Regions from separate parts of the Mus musculus genome. Here regions 1, 3, 4 and 5 are each linked to region 2. A link is a contact called in public promoter capture Hi-C data. All regions are on one chromosome and are shown on one strand. Each heading gives the region's core, a stretch centred on a gene start, on an enhancer-like site or on the middle of the called end of the contact. The rest is flanking DNA. Distances are from core to core; before and after follow the strand shown. Region 1 holds the start of Mcee (methylmalonyl CoA epimerase). Region 2 holds the start of Lrrk1 (leucine-rich repeat kinase 1). Region 3 holds the start of Nsmce3 (NSE3 homolog, SMC5-SMC6 complex component). Region 4 holds the start of Synm (synemin, intermediate filament protein). Region 5 holds the start of Lrrc28 (leucine rich repeat containing 28).

Region 1 (4,022 bases), core at 367-2,866, 2.0 Mb before region 2:
TGACTTCAGGGGAGAGAAGAGTACAGGAGGGGGTAAGGAGCTCTATTTTGGACACAATGAGTCTGTGATACTGTTGCTAAGATTTTCATTATAAGTCAGAGTCATACGCAAACTTTATATGCCCCAGTACAGGGGAATGCCAGGGCCAAAAAATGGGGAATGGGTGGGTAGGGAAGTAGTGGGGAGGGTATGGGGGACTTTTGGGATAGCATTCTAAATGTAACTGAGGAAAATACGTAATAATAAAAAATATTTAAAAAATAATAAGTCAGAGTCATAATTTTACAGAACTTAATCAAAGTGCTGGGAAGAAAGAAGTCTCTCCTATTTTTTTTAAATTTATTTTTCTTTCCTACAAAGCATCCCAATTGCAGCCTCTTCTCCCTCCTCACCTCCTCCAGATCCACAGTACTCCTCCGTTTCTCTTCAGAAAAAGTAGGCTTCCAGAGATATCAACCAAACACAACCCCTCATTTCAAGGCAATCCGGCAGGGGTACAAGAGCTCCAAGAGCCTACTGCCACTGCTACAAGTTCCACAAAAATCCCAAGCTTAACAATCACAATATATATGCAGAGGACCCAGCGCTAACCAGCGCAGGCTCCTTGATAGCCAGTAAAGTCTCTGTGGGCCCCTCCCTGAGCCCTGGTTAGTGGATTCTGTGGGCCATGTTCTTGTGGTGTCCTGGGACCCCTATGGCTCCTACAGTCACCCCTCCTCCCTCTTCTGCGGGCTTCTCCGAGCTTCGTCTACTGTCTGGCTGTGGGTCTCCACCACAAGTCATGAAAATGCATTGACAAGCAACAAGTACGTACTTTCAGTGTGTATTTTGGGGACAAATTCAGAAAGCATATTCCGCCCTCAATGAGCCTCTCTGGACGCGAATAACTGGGCTTAGTGCAATAGCCCACAACTAGGAAATCTGCACCGAGCCGCTTTTACTTTTAGCATTTTGACAGGCCAACGGAGCAAAAACTGTCTGAAGTTGGGGCTAAGCGACCTGTACTTTCCCTTCCTGGCTTTCAGAAGTTGCCATATGCTGGCCCGCCCAGCACCGGTGAGATGCGCGCTGCTCTCTCCCAGACCTGGATCTGTACTTACGTGAGGAAACACTCCGGTCGGTTGGTGGCTTTCCTGATTTCCCTCAGACACCGTTCCAGAGTCTGTCGACGAAACACGCGAGGCGCCATAGCTACACACTACGGCACCACGCGAGTGCTGCGAGCCGGCCGGCCGGCCGGAAGCAGTACGCCAAACACACGCCTTATGCAACCTGAAGCTCAGAGCCTAAAGTTCCGCCACACACAGGTTCCGGCCTATAGCCGCAAACACTTCTATTGGGCATGCGTAGGGGTGGGGCAGACCACCGAAAAGAGCCATTGGTCATCTCAAGCGCCTTGGCACTTTCTCCAAATGTTTTGTATTTCTAAGACCACAGTGGTGTCGCGTGATTGCTTTCTGCTTTTGCATTCGATACAATAAGTATTTTAATGTAACGAAAAAGAAGGTCGCTTCACGCCGCACCCGCCACTCCCCCGCTCGTCCCGCCGTCAGTCAAGCTCCGCGTCTCGTGACCCCGCCCCAGGTCTCACGCCCCGCCCCTTGCTCGCCCAGCTCTCTTCAGCGGTCTAGCTCCCTGAAGGGTATTGGGCACCCCGGACTCGCGCCCCGTCCCTGCCCCGTTTCCACGCCCACTTCAGCTTTGACACGCCCCGGGCCTCAGTCCCCGCCCCCTGCCCACTCTCCCAGTTGTCTCTGCCCTAGGTCGCTGTGCAAGCCTGTAGCTTCTGGACATGAGGCGTGTAGTGAAGGCCGCCGCGTTGGCTGCGGGCGCTACAGGTGAATACGGGGCACCATCAGGGGCTCCGGGTGCGGGGCACGCTGGACGGGAGGCCGCGGGTGGCCAAGGCCTGGGTCTGAAGTGTTGGGCTCCCGGAGCTGCACTCTCTTAGCACGGGAGTTCCTTATTGTCCTCTGTGCACAGGGGTTGCCCTTGGCAAACGTGGACCAAACAGGTAATCTGCCTAGGAACACAGCAAGTCAGGACTTGCAGTAAATCTAGAGGGGACTTGAGTTATTTATTATATGTGTGCTCTAAGAGATAGGAGAAAAGAGCAAAGTGGCGAGTCCTGAAAGTGACTCCAAGCCTGTTTTACACACGTACCACACTAAATGTTTTCATCTGACATGAGCAGGAAAGGAACAAGCGGAAGGATTTGTAAGTTCCTTGAATTCTTTCGACCTCCATCTCTTTTATCGATAAGCAGAATCTTGGTGACAGATGCCCAACTTTCCCGCCTGTCTCACTTTCTCTTCCATTTTCTTCTTTCTTCATGATGGCAGTTACTACCCTCAGTCTGAGATTGTCTACCTGGAAGAAAATATACGGCAGTATGGTTCCAGAGTTACTCTGCTACAATTGTGACAAATCCATTAGCTAGCATGCTTAAAGGGTGTTAGGCGAATGAACTGGAAGGCCTGGAGAGTTCTGTCTGCTCACCTGTGGAAACTAGTCATCTTTCCAAGTCTGCTCTTAGGTTGAATTTGGTTTTTGTGGAACCCTCTAGCCTTTCCAGTCAATCACAAAATTCCTCGTCTGCATTAACAAACAAGTCTCCAAGGCAAAGTCATGGGCCACAAACACCCCACCCCCCCACCCCCCCACCCCCGCGCAAAAAAAATAAATAAATAAAGCTGGGCATGGTGGCGCACACCTTTAATCACAGAGGCAGTGGTAGGTGGATTTCTGAGTTCGAGGCCAGCCTGGTCTACAAAGTGAGTTCCAGGACAGCCAGGGCTATACAGAGAAACCCTGTCCAAAAACAAAAACAAAAACACCTTAGTACTGTGTGTATGTATATTGTAGCAAAAGCCAGAGCACAAAAGTGAAAATGATTTTCTGATTAACAGTTAATGCTGGAGTTTTGCTAATACTCCCTGTTGTATATATGCCGGGTCAAATATAAGCCACCTTCTTAGCTCACTCATCATACGTTGGGTTTTTTGTTTGTTTGTTTGTTTGTTTTTTTGTAAATATCTACTAAAGCAGAATCACTCCTCTCTTAGCAAGCTCTCTCTCAGAAATTAGGCATTACTCGTCAGACATACTAATGATACTAAAGACTGAGAATCTGGGCTGAGACTGTAGCTGAGATGCTGCAGTGCTTTCCTAGTGCACAAAGCCTGGGTTCAGCCTTCGTTCCCACATAAACCAGTGTGGCGGTGCATACCTGTAATCTCAGCACTTGGGAAATATGCATGGCTCCATCCTCCGGTAAACACCGAGCTTGAGGGCAACCCAAGATTCATGAAACTGCATCAAACTAAAATATGATTGTATTTTTCAATTGAGGGAAAAAGGGGTTTGCAAAGGACTCTGGGTATAATTTCATGAGAAGTACTTGTCAAGTTATATAAGGGCATAGGTTTGATTCCCAGCATGGAAGGAAAAGGAGTGAGTAGAACACATTAGTTTCTCGACATCAACTCTGATGTCTGACAAATCTGGACTCAAGCCTTTGCCATTTAAAGTGATGTTGCAAAGAACCTAATCTTGATAGGCCTAATTCCAGATTTCTAAAAATGGAGGCCATAATATCAACCTACAGAGTCCCAACAAAGATTAAATAGCTCAGGTATTCAGTGTGCCTATTTTATGGCAGTGCAAACTAAAAGGCAAGGCCATGCTACCCTCCCACCTCAGAGCTTGTGCTTTCCCAACCTAGTCCCAAACTACATTTTACGTTTGTGACTTCCCAAGAGTCGGAATACAAATATCTTTGAAAAGTTAGCTCGAGGCTGGGGGATGGCCCAGCCAGTAAAGCGCCTACAGGTGCGATGACCCAAAGTGTGATGACCTGAGTGCTGTTCCCCAGCACACGTGTAAAAGAAGTTAGCCATGATTGCACACATCAGACCGAGTTGTGGCCCTGGGGAAGGAGCACAGGCAGATCTCCAGAGCTCACTTACCAGCCAGTCTAGCCAGTCACCATGGGATTCATTTAGAGACTTGTCTCAGAAACA
Region 2 (3,863 bases), core at 295-2,794:
TCAGATGACCTGCTGTTGGTCTTTGCTTTGCACCATGTTTGAGACAAGGCTTCTTCTTCATGTTGCCCACACAAAGCTAGCTGACCAGTGAGCTTCCAGGGAATCTCCCATCTTGAAGTGGGGGCATCTGGGATTGCACCTTTGTCTCATCTGGCTTTAAGCGGATTCTGAATCTGAATTCAGATCCTCACACGTGATCAGCAAGTGCTTTGTATACTGAGCCATCTCCTTAGCTGGTTTATTTAGTTAGTTATAATAATTATATCCAAACTATTAAGGAGACTGTTGTAGGTGTGGGGGAAGGAAACGTTTGGCTGACTAGAAAAGCCCCTCTAAGGACAAATTAGGTGTTGGTATGCTATATTCTTCTGGAACATGAGCAAGGACAATGAAAACCAAATCACAGAAAGAATTCAATGCTAAAGTTTTTCAAAGTGTACAAATCGTAGGTCCTTTGATGCTGCTATGTGAGTGTGAGTGACCAACTCATCAAAAATAGGTTATTTGGTGAGAATTTGCTAAGAGAATTTGCCTTTAAGACCCTATCTATCCTGCTCCGGTTTTTGCAGGGATGAGCATCATGTAAGAGAAAAACGTAATGGCCTCAAACTATTAAAAGCCAGACTGAACTGGCTGTCAGCATCCCTAGAGTCTCTCCATTGCTGTCTTTCTTACTGCCCCTCCAGGAATTCTTGTTCTCATCCATTAAGGACTGCCACTGGCTCCAAGCAACAGAGCCCATAGGCAAAGTGATGGGACCACAGGGTGAGAAACATGCCCCACGCGTGGAGCAGGGGAAGACCTCCAGACCATCCAGCACCACCCGGCTGTCCCGCACGCGCGGGAAGAGCCTCGCTGGGCCTTTGCCTCCAGCCACTCGCGCCCACGAACTCCCACGCTTAGACCCCACCCCCACTCCCAAGTTAAAAGTCAGGCTTTTTTTTTTTTTTTTTTTTTTCCAAACGCAAAAGAACTTTGTAGTCTCCCTAGTGTTTCCTACTTTTGTTTCTGAACTCGGCTCCCCGCCCCCGCCCCGCTCCGATCCCAGGCTGGTTTTCGGCTGCCCCAGCTCCCGGGTTCTAGCTCTGCACTCGCTTTAACCCTTCAAGGGGCGAGGGTCGCTGCGCAGCCCAGAGAGGCAGCGAAGAGACCCCGGGCAGCCCGAGTTCCAGACGCCCACCGGAGCTGTGACCTGCGGGTCCCGGACACAGGCCGGGGTCCGGAGCACGCGGTCGCCCGGGGTACGGGGTGCTGAGCTGGGGAGAGGAGCTGTGGGGCGAGGCGAGACGCAGGGCACAAGCAGGCGACGGCGGCTGCACGCGGGGACCCGGGCGCGGGACGGGGTGGTGCGGGCAAAGCTTGGATCTAAGGTGCGGGCTTCGCTCGGGTCCTCGGACAGGGCGCGGGTCGGAGCAGCACTTACCTGCGGCGGCAGGGTCTGGAAGCCGCGGATCGGCGACATCAGAGGGCCGGGGCCTGCCGGTCCTACCGTACTCTGCCCTGCAATGCTCTGGCCGCCGGGGGCCAGACGCACTTCCTCAATCCTGCGGCCGCCTGGCGGGCGGAGAGGGCGGGTGGCGCGGAAGCAGGGCTGTGCCAGAGGGTCGGCCGCCCCGACCTCCCCTGGATGGCCTGCCTCGGTTTCCCTAGCTGCAAGATGTCGGTGACCAAGCTCACTGCTCTTGTGCCTCGGTAGACGCTTGGGTCTTGAAACTTTGTGGACTCCTCTCCAAATTTGAATGCTTTGCTGCCTTCCCTGCGGACAGGCACAGTGACAAGGTTGTGCCTTTCCTACCCTGCTCGAGTAACAGATTAATTTTTATCCTGTTTGCTGGCCATATACTGTGACTGTAAATATTAAGAGAGCGAGAATATTAATGTGTGTGCAGGTCTTTATGGAGCGGTGCAGAAACTACATTTTAAAAGTTGATGTTTTGTAAACTGCGCTTTTTCACCACACGAGTTCGCTAACTTAAATTATGGACGTTTGCAAAGATATTACTAGCTGATGAATATTTTTCGATTTTCGAACTCCGGAGTAGCTGGGATTACAGGAGCATGCCACCCTGACTGGCTGCTTGTGGCGATGAGGTGGAATGTTGTCAGTTGATTCCACTGAAGTTAATAACCAAACGCGGCTATACACTCAGCAGGCAAGCTTCGGATTCCGCTCGTTTTCCCCGAGAAAAGATAATCCTTGGTAGAAAATCAGTACTGGACCGAAGTGCTTCTTACTGGTAAGAATGAATATTCCTGAGACCAAGTGCAAAGAACATTGACAGACCGCCTCACTGGCAGCTCACAGAATTTGAGAAGCCGTGGGCCGCCTGAGATATTTTGGGAACACCTCAAGTGTTTGTTTAGAGTTGGAGTTTGTATCCCTAGTTGGCAAGGCCACAACCTCGCAGCTCTTCTACGTTCGCTCTTCTTTTCCTCCATCGAACACTGTTACAAAAATGTAGGTGGGGTTCTGCAATCCTGTCCTCACCACCGAGGTCCTCAGACCAATTAGCAAGGCCAGCAACATGACTGCTATGGAAAAGTCCCTAATAATTTGCAAGGCATGGCGTCAGCAGTTTGAATGAGCCTGGCTTGGTGGCGCCTTCAGGGCATACATACATCACTGCCACCTAGCGTTACTAAAAGGAAGTCCATGTCTAGAGCCAGGACCAACACACACTAAGAGGACTTGTGTTGCCTATGCTTAAGTGGCAAGAAATTTTCCACTTTAAACAATCTTAGAAATAGGTTAAGAAAAGTGCCCAATTTAAAACAAACAAACGAGCAAACAAAGGTCTGGAATATTCGACACATATATGAGCTTTTTTTGAGATGGCCATATCACAGTATTCAACTGTACCCAGTAGGTGTGTTTTAATCACAAGTTTGCAAAGGAGACAATTACAGAATAGCTAAAATTCCTTCTCACTTCTTTTTCATTCCTGCAGACCCATGTTTTTCTTGGGTTTGCTCACATCCCACCCTGACTTTCAGTCTGAGGTTGGAATTACCCTGTCTACAAAGGGGTCCTCTGATAGACAGTGGTCAGAGGTAGATCAGCCACCCACCTCCCTGAATGAGCATGACACTGCGGAGGCTAACTGTTCCTTTTGTCTTCTGACACTCGATTTTATTCAGCCAAATGCTCACTTTTGTTTGATGTCTCCCCCCCCCACACACACACACAATAATTTAAAGACCCTCTTCCGGTCTCCACCTACAATCACAGTTGGCTACAAGGATTCTAGTAGGCATTAGAAAGTAGGCACCCACCAAGAGCTGAAACTAGAACATCCCATAATGTCTTCTTTGAGAGAATGTGTCCAAGTGCATGCATATAATTGCACCTGCACACACTTATACACACATACTCACACATGTCTCTAGAGTGGTTCTGTTCAGGCAGGCGTGCTCTAATTAATCAGACAATAGGAGGTGTCATTTTAATATCATCCTATGCTCACATTTGGATCAGATATGAAGTGCTCATAAATATAGCAACACAAGCAGAGGGGCTTACTGAGAAAGCTCTGGTGCAACCTCCAGCACCATATTTTAAGGGGGTGATGTTTTCACATGTGTCAGAGGCCTGGTCTTGCAATGCTGAGTTCACAGTTTGATCGTTCCAGGCCTACACAAGGTTTCTGCTGCAACATCAATGTCAGGTCATAACCGGGTAACTGATGTCTCTTGGCAATTAGAAGCCTTAAGAACTTCAGCTAAGTCAAGTCTAGACCCTTAGATCATCATAGACAAAGTCACAAAAGTAGACACATGGCCACTATTTGGGGACAGGATTTTTTTCCCCAAATCCTCATTTTCTGCACTTGCCATTGTTGCCTTGTGATTAAAAGGAACTTAGG
Region 3 (3,583 bases), core at 293-2,792, 1.5 Mb before region 2:
ATAATAATAATGGTGAACTGACTCAAAAGTATAGTATTTGTTATACTAGAAAAGAATCTTAAGTAGAACCCATAGGACAACAGAATTATGATTATGAATATAAAAATGCTAGAAAACACATCACATAGATTTCGTGGGACCACAAGTGCTCACACCCAACAGAATATGTATATTTAAAGCTGTGTTGACAAGAAGCTAAAACAATTTTATTTTCAATTTTAAAAAGACTTTTATTTTTCCCCAGGAACTAGTCATTAAGATAATAGCTACCCTGTTTCTTTATCGTCTAGAACATCAAAGCAATTTACCAAAGTGTTCCTTCTTGAATATGTTTGGCATCATACAATTTCATTTAGGTTTAGAAAGTTAGAAAACTCTTTATAAACAAAAAGACAATTAAATGAAAATTTAAAGCTCCAAACCATAATAATAATAATAAAAAAATCAAACAAAAAACCCTGCAACACATCCTAACGCTCCAAGGCCTTTATGCGTAGCAGAATCAAGCTTCCTCCGACCCCCATTCCCCCTGTTCTTTTATACTGGATCTCCAGAGTCCCTCAGACCATAACTCAAAGAGTTCAAGAGGATGTGGCTGGGGCACTAGCAGTTGCAGGTCTAGCCCTACTCTCCTCATCTGCCAAAGCCTCGCAGTATTGTGTGGGCCAGTCTTTGGGGTCCTGGTTATGGACTTTGGCCACAAACTTAAGAACTTTCATCTTGCTGGTTTCCAGGTTGGTTCGCGGGCCCCACTGTAATTCATAGTCCACAGGATCGGTGTGGGGTATCCTCCGGTACTCCAAGTAGCGCTGCCGCACAAAGTCTTCGGTAATGAGTTTCTTTGGGTCGCCAAAAATTAAGTGTTTCTTAGTGGGGTACACTCCGAGCCGTCGCAGGAAGTCCCAGACCTCAGTCTCGGTGATGGTGTTGCCTTTCATGAAGATAAGCCCCAGGACTATCATAAGCAGGCCCGAGATGGGGGTACCCTGATCGCCCCTCATCTCCGCATCCGCCTCCACCGGCTCCAGCATGTTGATGAGGATGTAGCTGTGGCTCTTGGGCTCCAGCTCCACCAGCTTGTACCCGAACACGTATTGCAGGCGCTCGGCGGCCAGCTTCAGAAGGTTGGGGTACACGTCCCGGTAGTCGCCCACCACGTGCTTCAGGATGTCCGTCCGCTTGATCGGGATCTTCTTCTGGTCCTTGATCAGCAGGAACTGCACCAGCTCGGCCACCTTCAGCTCCAGCTGCTTCTGAGTGCGCGGCCCCACGGTCGGGGCCGACAGGGAAGCGCGGGAGCCCTGGGAGGAGCCGCCCGCGGCGCGGGACGTGCTGGGTCCTTCCTCGCCAGCGCCTCCCCAGTCCCGCTCCGGGTCAGCCTGCGTGCTGGGCCGACCGCGGCCCCTCGGCTTCTGCAACATGTCCCCGGTCGGCGGAGAGCAGGCCGCGATCGGGAGCAGCAACCGCCAGAAGACTCCGCCGAGCGAGCGCGCCCCAGAGGCTGGGAGAGAAGCTGCGGCGCGCGCGTGACGTCACGTCGCCGGCGCGCTGCGTCCGGGAGGCGGAGCGATACGACTGGGAGCCAGCCTGCGGGGGCGGGGACTCTTCATAGCTACTGCGCATGCGGAGGGCCTCGGCGCTGGCAGCAGCTCCTCCTGGGCTTTATCCCCAGTTTTAATGAGAATTGAATGGTGTTTATGAGCTCATATAAATAGAAAACAAGAACCAAAACTTCTCGGCAAGTGTGCGGTTGAGTTCTAGGGCACACCTGTTTAGACACGTCTAATAGTTTTTGGTTAGTTTTTAAGCTACAAAGTTTGTCTATGGAACACAAAGGATAAATGTGTGCGGGTGGGAAAATAAAGGGAGAGGAGGAAAAGATCTGGAAAGTCAAGAAAAAAAAAAAAAGAGTTACCGGGCAGTGGTGGCGCACGCCTTTACTCCCAGCACTTGGGAGGCAGCGGCAGGCAGGTCTCTGGGTTCGAGGCCAGCCTGGTCTACAGAGTGAGTTCCGGTGCAGCTAGGGCTACACAGAAAAAACCTGTTTCGAACCCCCCCCCCCCCCCAAATAAAAAAAAGTGTTGACTTGTGCACCAAATGCGGGACATGACAGACTAGGGGACCCTGTCCCGGTATCTGTCCTTGGCAGAGTTCATTCCCACCTGGCCAGTTAATTTCTGTACAATCCCTTGAGTCTGTAAGGGAAGTTATTCTTAAAAGCAAGACTTCTGCAATTTTCAGGTTCACATTCTCTTCATTGAATTTCAGTTAGATGACCATGAGAAACCACGTAAGCACTGCCAATAACGTGACTTAGTTTGGTAATGTGGACTGACCTTTTGGAAGACATGTTTGGGAAAACTGCCGCGGACCCACATCCACAATTTTAGCAGAAACATGTTAGAGGAATGCTAACCCCAGAGGCACTTGCTCTCTCCAGAGATTACCATTTAATTTAGGTTACCAATGATTGGGAGTAGCAATAATGTGAATTTCTTAATTCTCTCTCTTAATATATAAGCTTTAAAATCTCAATAAGAAAGAGAAGAGCTATCATCCTTTATAATTTGTGGTGTGTGTGGCTTGTAGATGGTTTAAATTGTGCAACTCTAATAGACAAAATGAGTCATTTCATTAACTCAAACCATCAGCAGTCTGTTGCTATTACTGCTGTGGATCTCAGCAAATGGGTTTCTTCTCCATTTACTGACAACGGAACTGAGTTTTCCTCTCTCTTTTTTAAAGCTACCAAGAAAATAGGTAAACTATTCAGAGAACGAACTCAAATTGATTTCCTCCTTAATGCAAATATATTCAGAGGAAAGCAATTCAGATCACATTATTTGAATAATAACACCAAAACATGGCCTTATTAAAATTTCATTAAATGTAAGCAGCATAAAATTTTTGTTTATAATTCAATATGAAAATGCACTCTGATAATGGGACCTGCAATGCTAATATAAAATCCCACCCCATGTTGTGATTCAAGTGTTCTGAAATCTAGTGAGCTTTGAGCAGTAACTTTCTATTCCATACAGGGTCTACGAAGACATCATCAAAGGTTGGTCGCAATGGCAGAGGCTGCAACAGTTTGAATGTGTCCTTTAAAGCTTGCATGTTGGAAATGTAATCCCCCCACTGAAGAGGGCTTTGTCCTCATGAGTGAATGAATGCCATGTTCTCTGTAATGAGTTAAGATTAAATCAATTTTGCCATTGTACTCTCTAAACCTCTCACGACACAGTGATGCTCCACAGATGTGGTACCTGGCCCCTAGTCCTCCCACCCTTCAGAGTCACGAGTGGAGGACAATTCTCCTATTTCCAGTTTACTCACTCTGTGCATTATTTTACAGCAACACAAAATGGACCGAGACCAACTAAATAAAACACAGCATCATGACACTCTTCCATTCATCTGCTTCAGTTTCCCTGCATACTGAATTCTGTATTTAAGTTCATCAAAGCCTCCTGCGATCTAAAAAATCTGCAAAAAGGTCCCTCCAGAAGGATCAGTTGTGCCTTGAGCCAAACAATTTCAGCAGCCAAGAGATAAGAGAGAAAAGGAAAATAAGATGAGA
Region 4 (3,676 bases), core at 837-3,336, 1.4 Mb after region 2:
ATGCTGACTACCAGCTGCTGGTCACATCACCCCAGTCATCCACTCCACACATTTTAGAAAATGACATCACAACATCTCCAACCTTCAGCTCCTAGCTGCAAACTCTTCTCTTCAAATATTTCTTGAAGTTGTGCTCATCTTACTCCAGACCAACTTCCTGAGAGCCCCTCATCGTGTGATTTGGGAGTAATTCCAATTCTGGCTGGGAGTGAGCTAGGTTGGGAGCCAAACACTAGGGCCAAACTGAGCGTCCAGAGAATAAATCAGCCACAGGTATCCGCACACATCGTCAGAGGGTTAGAGCTCAGCTGCTCTGACATAAGAACCGTTTATATTAGTCTGTAGTTGTAATAACATCTCACCACAGGGTCCTGCTTTCTCCTGGTTTTTACACAACCCAGAGATCTGCCCTCAGCTCGTACTGTGAGCAAAACAACTCTGACCCTTTTTCTGTATGACAGTTACTTAGTCCTCTCGCGGGAAGAAACAAAAACCAGAAAAATAAGACATCTGCTCGAGGAGCTACAAGCAGCTGTCTCCAGCTGGGAAATCATTCTGGCAAACAAAAACAAAACAAAACAAAACAAAACAAAAAGGTGCTTGGAGCCCTCTTTAAGCATGGTGAGCCTCCTGGGGAGGACTTGGCAGTGCCTTGCAACCTCTCAATGTGTTGCCTATCCAGGTCTGAAGTCTGGGCTGAGTTTTGGATTTCAGGCTACAAGCTCTACAAAAGCGCAGGAAAAAGAAAAAGAAAAGAAGAGAGGAGAGGAGAGGAGAGGAGAGGAGAGGAGAGGAGAGGAGAGGAGAGGAGAGGAGAGAACAAAAACAGAACTAACAGGATCGTTGATCAGGATGTGCCTAGACACGTCTGGATCTAAAGGTAATCCAACTAACAGGATGATGGGCACTAGGCTAGCCACCGGGACCTGTCACATGGCGTCAGTCCTCCGATTTAAGGATCATTGCACCAACCCCTTATTCTTAGACTAGCTATATGCCAGAATCCCGTCGCTTCATAAATAGCAAAGCTGCTGGCAGCGTACGCTTCCCTGGGTGGGGCTGAACCAGCTGGGTGTCCCGGGAACCCCTGCTGCTCGCCTACTGGGTGCACAGGGGTGCGTGTACAGGCTATTAGGGAAGGGGCGCGGTCCCTGCCCACGGACCTGCCGCTCCTCCGCCTGCATCCCGTACTCCTCGCGCATCCGCAGCAGCTCATCCTCCAGCCTCGCGCGCAGCTGCTCCAACTCCAGCGCCTGGTTCCGCAGCGCGTCTGCCTCCTGCGCGCACAGCCGCGCCTCGTCCTCCGCCTGGAGCCGGCTCTCTTGGCCGCGGCGCAGCGCCTGCTCCAGCTCGCGCACCTCGTCCTCGTACAGCTGCACGCTCTCCCTCCACGACTCGGCCACCAGCAGGGCGTAGCTGTCGTGCACGTCCCGCAGGCGCGGCGGGGGCGCGGCGGGGCTGGTGGCGCGGGCTCGGAAGTGCATGGTGAGGCTGGCAGCGCGGGCTCGTAGATCTCGCACTTGGCGTTCGTGGGCAGCGTCCAAGTCGCGGCGCTCAGTTTCCAGCCGGCCCAGCAGCGCCTCGAGGGCGGCGCGCGCGCCCAGAGCCTCCTCTAGCTCCCGCCGTTGCGCTCCCAGCTCGGCATCCAGGCGGCTGCGGGCAGTGCCGGCTTCCACACCCTCCCGCTGCAGCTCCAGCAGTTCCCTCCGCAGCGCGTCGCGCTCGCCCTCGGCCAGGGCTGTGGACCAGTTCAGTTCATCTAGCTGCTGTCGTAGGCTGCGCGCCTCCTCGGCGTAGAGTGCCTGATCCTCAGCCCAGCGGTCCTCCCGGCTCAGCCGGCTGCGCAACTCCTCCTCCAGTAGCAGGTTCTCGCGCTCCAGCTCTCGCACCCGGCACACGTAGTCGTAAAGCCGGGCGTTGAGCTCCTGCAGCTCCGCCTTTTCAGAGCCCGTCTGCAGCCGCCAGGACAGCATCTTGCTGGGTGTGCCGGACCCTTTCGATTAGCCGCTTGCCTCCTGCCCTGATCTTGTCCCCTCCGCCCCGCCGCGCCGCGCCCGCCGCGCCGCTGCCTCGGAGGCCCTTGGACTGGCGCACCGACTGGCGAGCTTCCCCACTTAGTGGCCCGGTCGCGCGGCTGTGGACTTGGGCCATCGCCTCCAGCCAATCAGGACGCGGCCCGCGCGGCCACTGCGGCCGGACAGCGCCCCCTGCCGGACAGATCGGGCCATGGCGAGGCTGCCCAGCACTGGCCCCCCTGGTGGCCCAGGGTAATCCCACGTGGGTTGTCGGATTACTGCGTGCTGGCTATCTGGGACACCTTATGAGGCTCCCCGTTGCTACTCCTAGGGCGCAACTAAGGCACCCCTGAGTCCCAGCTTTCTTTAATGAAAAATAGTTGCCATTAAATGAGAGATCCTTTTCGTAGAGGAAGCTTCTAATTGGTTGCTCTGGAGATGAGGGGCAGGAGGTGTATTCTTTAAACTAGAGTTATAGTTCAACAATAAAGAGCTTGCCAGATAAAGAATATGCCAGGCCTGGATATCAATATCCACCACCACAAAACAACTTTGCGCATGTATATTGCACATCCGTATATACACATATACCTGTTATGTTTTTTAAACTAAGACCATTTCAGTAATTTTGCTTTTATTTTTTATGTGTGTGAGTGTTTTGCCTGCATGTATTTGTACCACGACGGTGCACACAGACGCCAGAAGAGGGCGTCAAATCCCCGTGAAACTGGAGTTAAAGGCAGTTGTTAGCCAAAATGTGGGTACTGAGAATTGAAACCACATGCTCTGCTGCCAGTGCCCCTAACCACTGAGTCATGTCTTCAGCCCTACATATACATTTTTAACTTCTGGCATGAATGCATCTCCATTTGCCAATATTATATGTTTAGGTAAGATTTCCTTTCCACGCAGAGTGGGAAACGCTGTTACCTTCTTACTTGCACAAACCACCTTCATGGGACTTTATGCTTTGCAATATTAGCATCATTCTGGTGGAGAAAGAACCTAGAAAGACTTTGAAGTGCTCTGAGCACAGAACATTCTAGACACCTACCATCTCTCCAGACTTTTGCAACTGCCTTATACACACCCCCATTATGACAGCCTGGGAGGGGGGCCGCTGTCTCTTCTTTCAGCAGTGTGCCCTTAAAGCACTTAGTTTAATTGCCATAGAAACCACAGCTCTCTCAGTTTGTGCATACTTGCATCTCATTGCATTACACGACAGTTACAAAGGATGGTAGCCAGAGTCAGTAGCATTACAGAGCGCAGGAATAGGCACAGGTGGCCCTAAGTAGGGGGGTGGGGGGTATTCAGCACCAAGGCATTGGCCTGGGAGCCCTGGACTCTGTTCTTCCGTTCTCCCATCCACAGGGGCACATCAACACTTTGGTCCTTGGTGATCATCACTCAACCTTCTAGATTACTCATCCTGAGCGCCCTGGCCTTGACCACCCCACAACAGCCGACCCTCACAGGGCAGCTACAGAGTCACCTGGACTCAGCTGGAACCGTTAACTCTCATCATATTGAATGTCCAGACTTCCAGTTCTGTCTAGAGGTAGGGAGCCATCACACATCATTGGCCCCAATTAAGAGGTTGCTTTGCTCTGACTCCTTGGGTTTTTCTTGCTTCCCCCCACCCCCACCCCGAGTGTTGA
Region 5 (3,964 bases), core at 615-3,114, 1.3 Mb after region 2:
CCTCCTGTCCATCACAGTTTCTTCAATCAAGGCCAGGGTCTCTCTTTCCAAATACATCTCAGTTCCAGCCATCTCTCTCCAGCTGCCCAACCCATAAGCCACCGCCATCTCCTGCCTTGGCTAGCTGTGCCCCTGGCCTCCACATGTCCACTTGCATCACTCCCTACGTATCAATCACAGCAATGGGCCTCTGAAAACACACTCATAATTGCACCTCTTCCTCTCAGGTACGTCTTACTAAACAAATCCTTTAGCAACTCCTTATTGAGAAAAGCAAAGCCTTACAAAGCTTCCTTGACCATCGGGCCCAACCTGCCTGTCCAGCTTCCTCTGTGGCATTCACCAAGTTCCTGACCTCTCTTAATCCCGGGAGCTACCAAACTTCTCCAAGAAGTTGCTGCTCTCCTCTTAGGCTGGAAATGCCTCTCTCGTCTTGCAGGTTTCAACATTAAACTCACCTCCCTATCCCAAACTATTTATTTCCTTGGCTCTCTCTCAGAGCAAGCCAGTTGTTCAGTTTTTACTATTTGTTTTATATTATATGTCTATAGATCTAGATAGATATGCACACCTGTTTACGGACAATTTAGATGAGAGTCTGTAAAACCCTAAATCCAGAGGAATGTTAGTTTCTTCATTTCTGCATGCCTGCATAATACAGTTTCTAAAATACTTTTAGCTTTCAAACAGCTAATAAGTGGATGAAATCAGAGTAACTGTTCCAAGGTTGATTTTTTTTAATCTACCCATTGAGATCACTCACAGACAATTTAAACTCGCTGTCATAAATATCTTATTCTTCACAGCCAAGCAGCACAGCAGACATTAATCCACTTTACAGATGAGGTACTTTGCTACAACCGAAATGCAGGTGGTCCTAACTCCAAAGTCTGGGCACCACCTTTCCTATAACGCAGCCTTTTACAATTATAAAATGTAGCCATTGTGTCATTCTTATAAAACAGCCAAAGATTACACACAAGAAAGTTTCCCTTTTGCAAACTAAAAAACCATATTCAAAATCTTCACTCCCTGTAGCCAGATGGCTCTCTCTGAATGTTCCACCTGGCACCGGTTACTTCAAAAGCATCATTAGGCTCTGCTGAAATGCATCTTCGTACAAACTCGGAAATTACGTGTATGCAAATGAAATCCAAAAGCTTCCAAAGATGAACGTACTCTTGGCTTCCCAATATGCACTCACTGGCAATACAGCCTTTTTAAGTTCTCCTGGCCCTTTCAAAACGTCACCCCCTGCCCACGGTTACTGTAAATAATGTAACGGGTATTGACTAGATACATTTGCTCCTTCAGTTTTCTGAAAGTCCAACACCAGTCTTCTCAGGAGAAACACAATAATCTCTCAAGTATATCCCCATTTTAAGTACAGGTATTTTAAAGAGTAGCCCATAACTGACTTCCCAGTACTTAATTTGACGGAATACACAAGCCGGCTCTCTAACACTGGAGATCAGAGACAAACTGCATACTACAAACATCTGTAAAAGGCTGTTTTCTCCAGGAGAAAAACTACCAGACGTCTTGGTTTTGCCCGAGTTAGTTCGAGTCTAAAGGTCGTAAGAATTCGGAAGCAGGGAGCCCAGGGGCAGGGACTCAGATGATGATACCGGGATACTCTGGTACCAGGGGCCATGGAGGACACGGCAGCGGTGGGGATCCAAGGCCGGACAACCCACTGTTCCTCTCCCAGAGGCCCAGGCGCTTCTGTGGCGACGGGGATGAAGCGTCCCCACGGGGAGTCGAGCCAGCGGCTTCGACCTGTGAGCCTGGAGACCGGACACTCACCTCGGCGCCCGCTGACCGGCACTCAGCGGCTCAGGCTGCGCTGGTAGGCAGTCTAAAAACACAGGGAGGGCGGGGCTACGGGGCGGAGCCTGCGGAGAGGCGGGCCTGGCTAACTGGAGTAGGGTTCGGGGAAGAAGGGGGCCAGGGCAACGAAACCTCGCGATAGTTCGCCTCAGTTCTCGCTGTCCTACAATAGGCGGGATGAGAGAGTCATTTTCAGAACCAGACGCTTATTGGCTGAGAGCGCGACTTCCTCTAGCGTCCTGGCTTCCGGCTCCGGCTTGGAGCTGGGTGTTCAGAAAGTGGGTGTACTGCGTTAGCGTTTAGGTGGGTTGTTTAGATGGCGCCAGCCTCAGCGTCTCCAGTCAGTTCTTTTAGTCACACATTCATTCCGCTGCCAACAGTCAAACTCGACGTCGAGCGATTAAATCCCTGGCATCGCCCTGTGTAGCCTTGCATCTGTTCGATCAGCCATTCCGGCTACTGTTCCACCGCCAGTCTGACTTAAACAGAAGCCGTCGGGCTTAGGTAACGCAAGTCAATGGAGTCAACAAGCAGAACTTAAGCACCGGATTTAATGTCTCCGAACGCTCACTGATCGCTGCCGAAGGTGGTGTCTACCTTTAGACAAGCGTGGCGCAGGCATGGTGCTGCACGCCTGAATCCCAGTGATCTGAAAGTGGAGACAGGAGTAAAGGCCAGCCTCAGCTACGTGAAGGCACTGCCTCGTAAATAAAAATTTAAAAAGAAACAGGCCCTAGTGTGAGAAATAACTGAGGACAATCACAATTTGGTGAAATAACCTGGCAGTTCCTGTATGGCTAAGTAGACGGTCGATGAATACCTTAAGACTAAAAACCCGATTGTTCTGATGCAGCAAGCCTCTGCTACTCTAAGGCTGAGGCTGTAGGTGAAACCAATCACAAGTATTTCAAAAAGAAAGGGTGCAGGTGCGTAGCTCAGTAGAGGCACTCAGGTCAAGCCCCAGTACCAGGGAAGAAAAGTGAACATTTTTTTAAATGCAGTGCACAGAGATGCAACAACTTTCGATCTTTAAAATTTCCTCTAAGACTTAACTCTATTGTTTGACGAAACCCATTATGTACATGAGGTGTCTCAAATCCATCCCCCGCCCCCCATTAGGACTTACCCTTTGGGGGTTGGAGAGATGGCCCAGGGGTTAAGAGCACTGACTCCTCTTTCAGAGGTCCTCAGTTCAATTTCCAGCAACCACATGGTGTCTCGCAACCATCTAATTAATCTGATGGACTCGGATGCCTTCTTCTGGGTTGTCTGAAGAGAGAGACAGTGTATGCACATACATAAAATAAATACATCTTTTTAAAAACAAACAGAAAACCTTATTCTTTGTCCTTTAAAAAAAATTGATGAGCTTTTGATCAGTCCTGGCTCGACAAAACAAAAACAAAAGGATGTTTGTTAATTTGCATAGGGGCTTCTTGTTAGGCATCCTTATTTTAACTATCCAGCCATCTATCTAATTATCTGTAAGTAAAAATAATATGACACTACAGGTAACTAAAGAATGCTGAGCTCAGGAGAAATAGTATTCCCCCAGGAAAAGCACATCAACTGATTAACCAATACCAAATGGCCAGCCCTGAAAACTCTCTCTCTCTCAACTAACAACAACAATTAAAGAAAAAAGAGGCCATGAATATGAAAGAGAGCAAAGGAGGGCTACATGGGAGGCTTGGTCAGAAGGGAAGAAAAGGGAAGCGATGTAATTATGATTTCAATATACATGTATATATAATACTAATAATTGGAGTTCACAAGAAAAGGAATAATAGAAAACATTTCTGGAGTCAGCTTCTTAGTTTTTGTCTTAATTTTGCACATTGAGGTCCAAATTTTGCTCATGAAAAGTGAATCATGTTAAAATAGCTTTTACTCCCTCTCCAAATTGATGTTAAAATTCCTATATTGATAGTATGACCACTGTTAGAAATTTAGTTGTTTTGCGGAAGATCAATTTACATATTTAAAAAATAAGACTCTAAATGGATTTTTTAAAATATTTATTTATTTATTTATTTATTTATTTATTTATTTTACAATCTCTGGCAACTTTTAACTTCAACAAGTCAGCGATACCACTTTAAGAAAATTCCAAGGAAAAGGCTGCCCCTGATCT

The links. Promoter capture Hi-C pulls out the DNA fragments that hold promoters and counts their contacts.
Region 1: a contact with region 2 is called in a promoter capture Hi-C map of pre-B cells, with 2.4 times the contacts expected there. The contact joins the promoter of Mcee here to the promoter of Lrrk1 in region 2.
Region 3: a contact with region 2 is called in a promoter capture Hi-C map of liver, with 2.5 times the contacts expected there. The contact joins the promoter of Nsmce3 here to the promoter of Lrrk1 in region 2. A contact is called at or near these places in 3 of 39 promoter capture datasets (the C10 cell line, liver and pre-B cells) and 1 of 115 datasets of contacts at active chromatin or transcription factors (pancreatic cancer cells).
Region 4: a promoter capture Hi-C map of liver shows a contact between it and region 2, with 2.8 times the contacts expected there. The contact joins the promoter of Synm here to the promoter of Lrrk1 in region 2. A contact is called at or near these places in 2 of 39 promoter capture datasets (both in liver).
Region 5: a promoter capture Hi-C map of pre-B cells shows a contact between it and region 2, with 4 times the contacts expected there. The contact joins the promoter of Lrrc28 here to the promoter of Lrrk1 in region 2. A contact is called at or near these places in 11 of 39 promoter capture datasets (the 3T3-L1 cell line, 3T3-L1-derived adipocytes, the C10 cell line and 6 more), 2 of 484 Hi-C or Micro-C datasets (bone marrow-derived macrophages and pre-B cells), 6 of 115 datasets of contacts at active chromatin or transcription factors (acute myeloid leukemia, astrocytes, bone marrow-derived dendritic cells and 3 more) and 2 of 9 other capture datasets (adipose tissue and liver).

The regions. Positions count from the first base shown.
Region 1 is chr7:64,391,006-64,395,027 of GRCm38.p6, forward strand. Mcee (methylmalonyl CoA epimerase) reads left to right here and starts at 1,617. Exons shown (of 3, transcript NM_028626.2): 1 at 1,617-1,838. The coding sequence starts at 1,793. Mphosph10 (M-phase phosphoprotein 10 (U3 small nucleolar ribonucleoprotein)) reads right to left here and starts at 1,231. Exons shown (of 11, transcript NM_026483.2): 1 at 1,101-1,231. The coding sequence starts at 1,189.
Region 2 is chr7:66,386,797-66,390,659 of GRCm38.p6, forward strand. Lrrk1 (leucine-rich repeat kinase 1) reads right to left here and starts at 1,545. Exons shown (of 34, transcript NM_146191.3): 1 at 1,424-1,545.
Region 3 is chr7:64,871,498-64,875,080 of GRCm38.p6, forward strand. It overlaps Nsmce3 (NSE3 homolog, SMC5-SMC6 complex component), which reads right to left and starts at 1,543. Exons shown (of 1, transcript NM_023239.5): 1 at 185-1,543. The coding sequence starts at 1,421. The coding sequence ends at 582. The region is part of intron 2 of Fam189a1 (family with sequence similarity 189, member A1); the gene reads right to left.
Region 4 is chr7:67,757,656-67,761,331 of GRCm38.p6, forward strand. Synm (synemin, intermediate filament protein) reads right to left here and starts at 2,087. Exons shown (of 5, transcript NM_207663.3): 1 at 1,164-2,087. The coding sequence starts at 1,973.
Region 5 is chr7:67,643,372-67,647,335 of GRCm38.p6, forward strand. Lrrc28 (leucine rich repeat containing 28) reads right to left here and starts at 1,865. Exons shown (of 10, transcript NM_175124.5): 1 at 1,807-1,865. It also overlaps a transcript of Ttc23 not described here.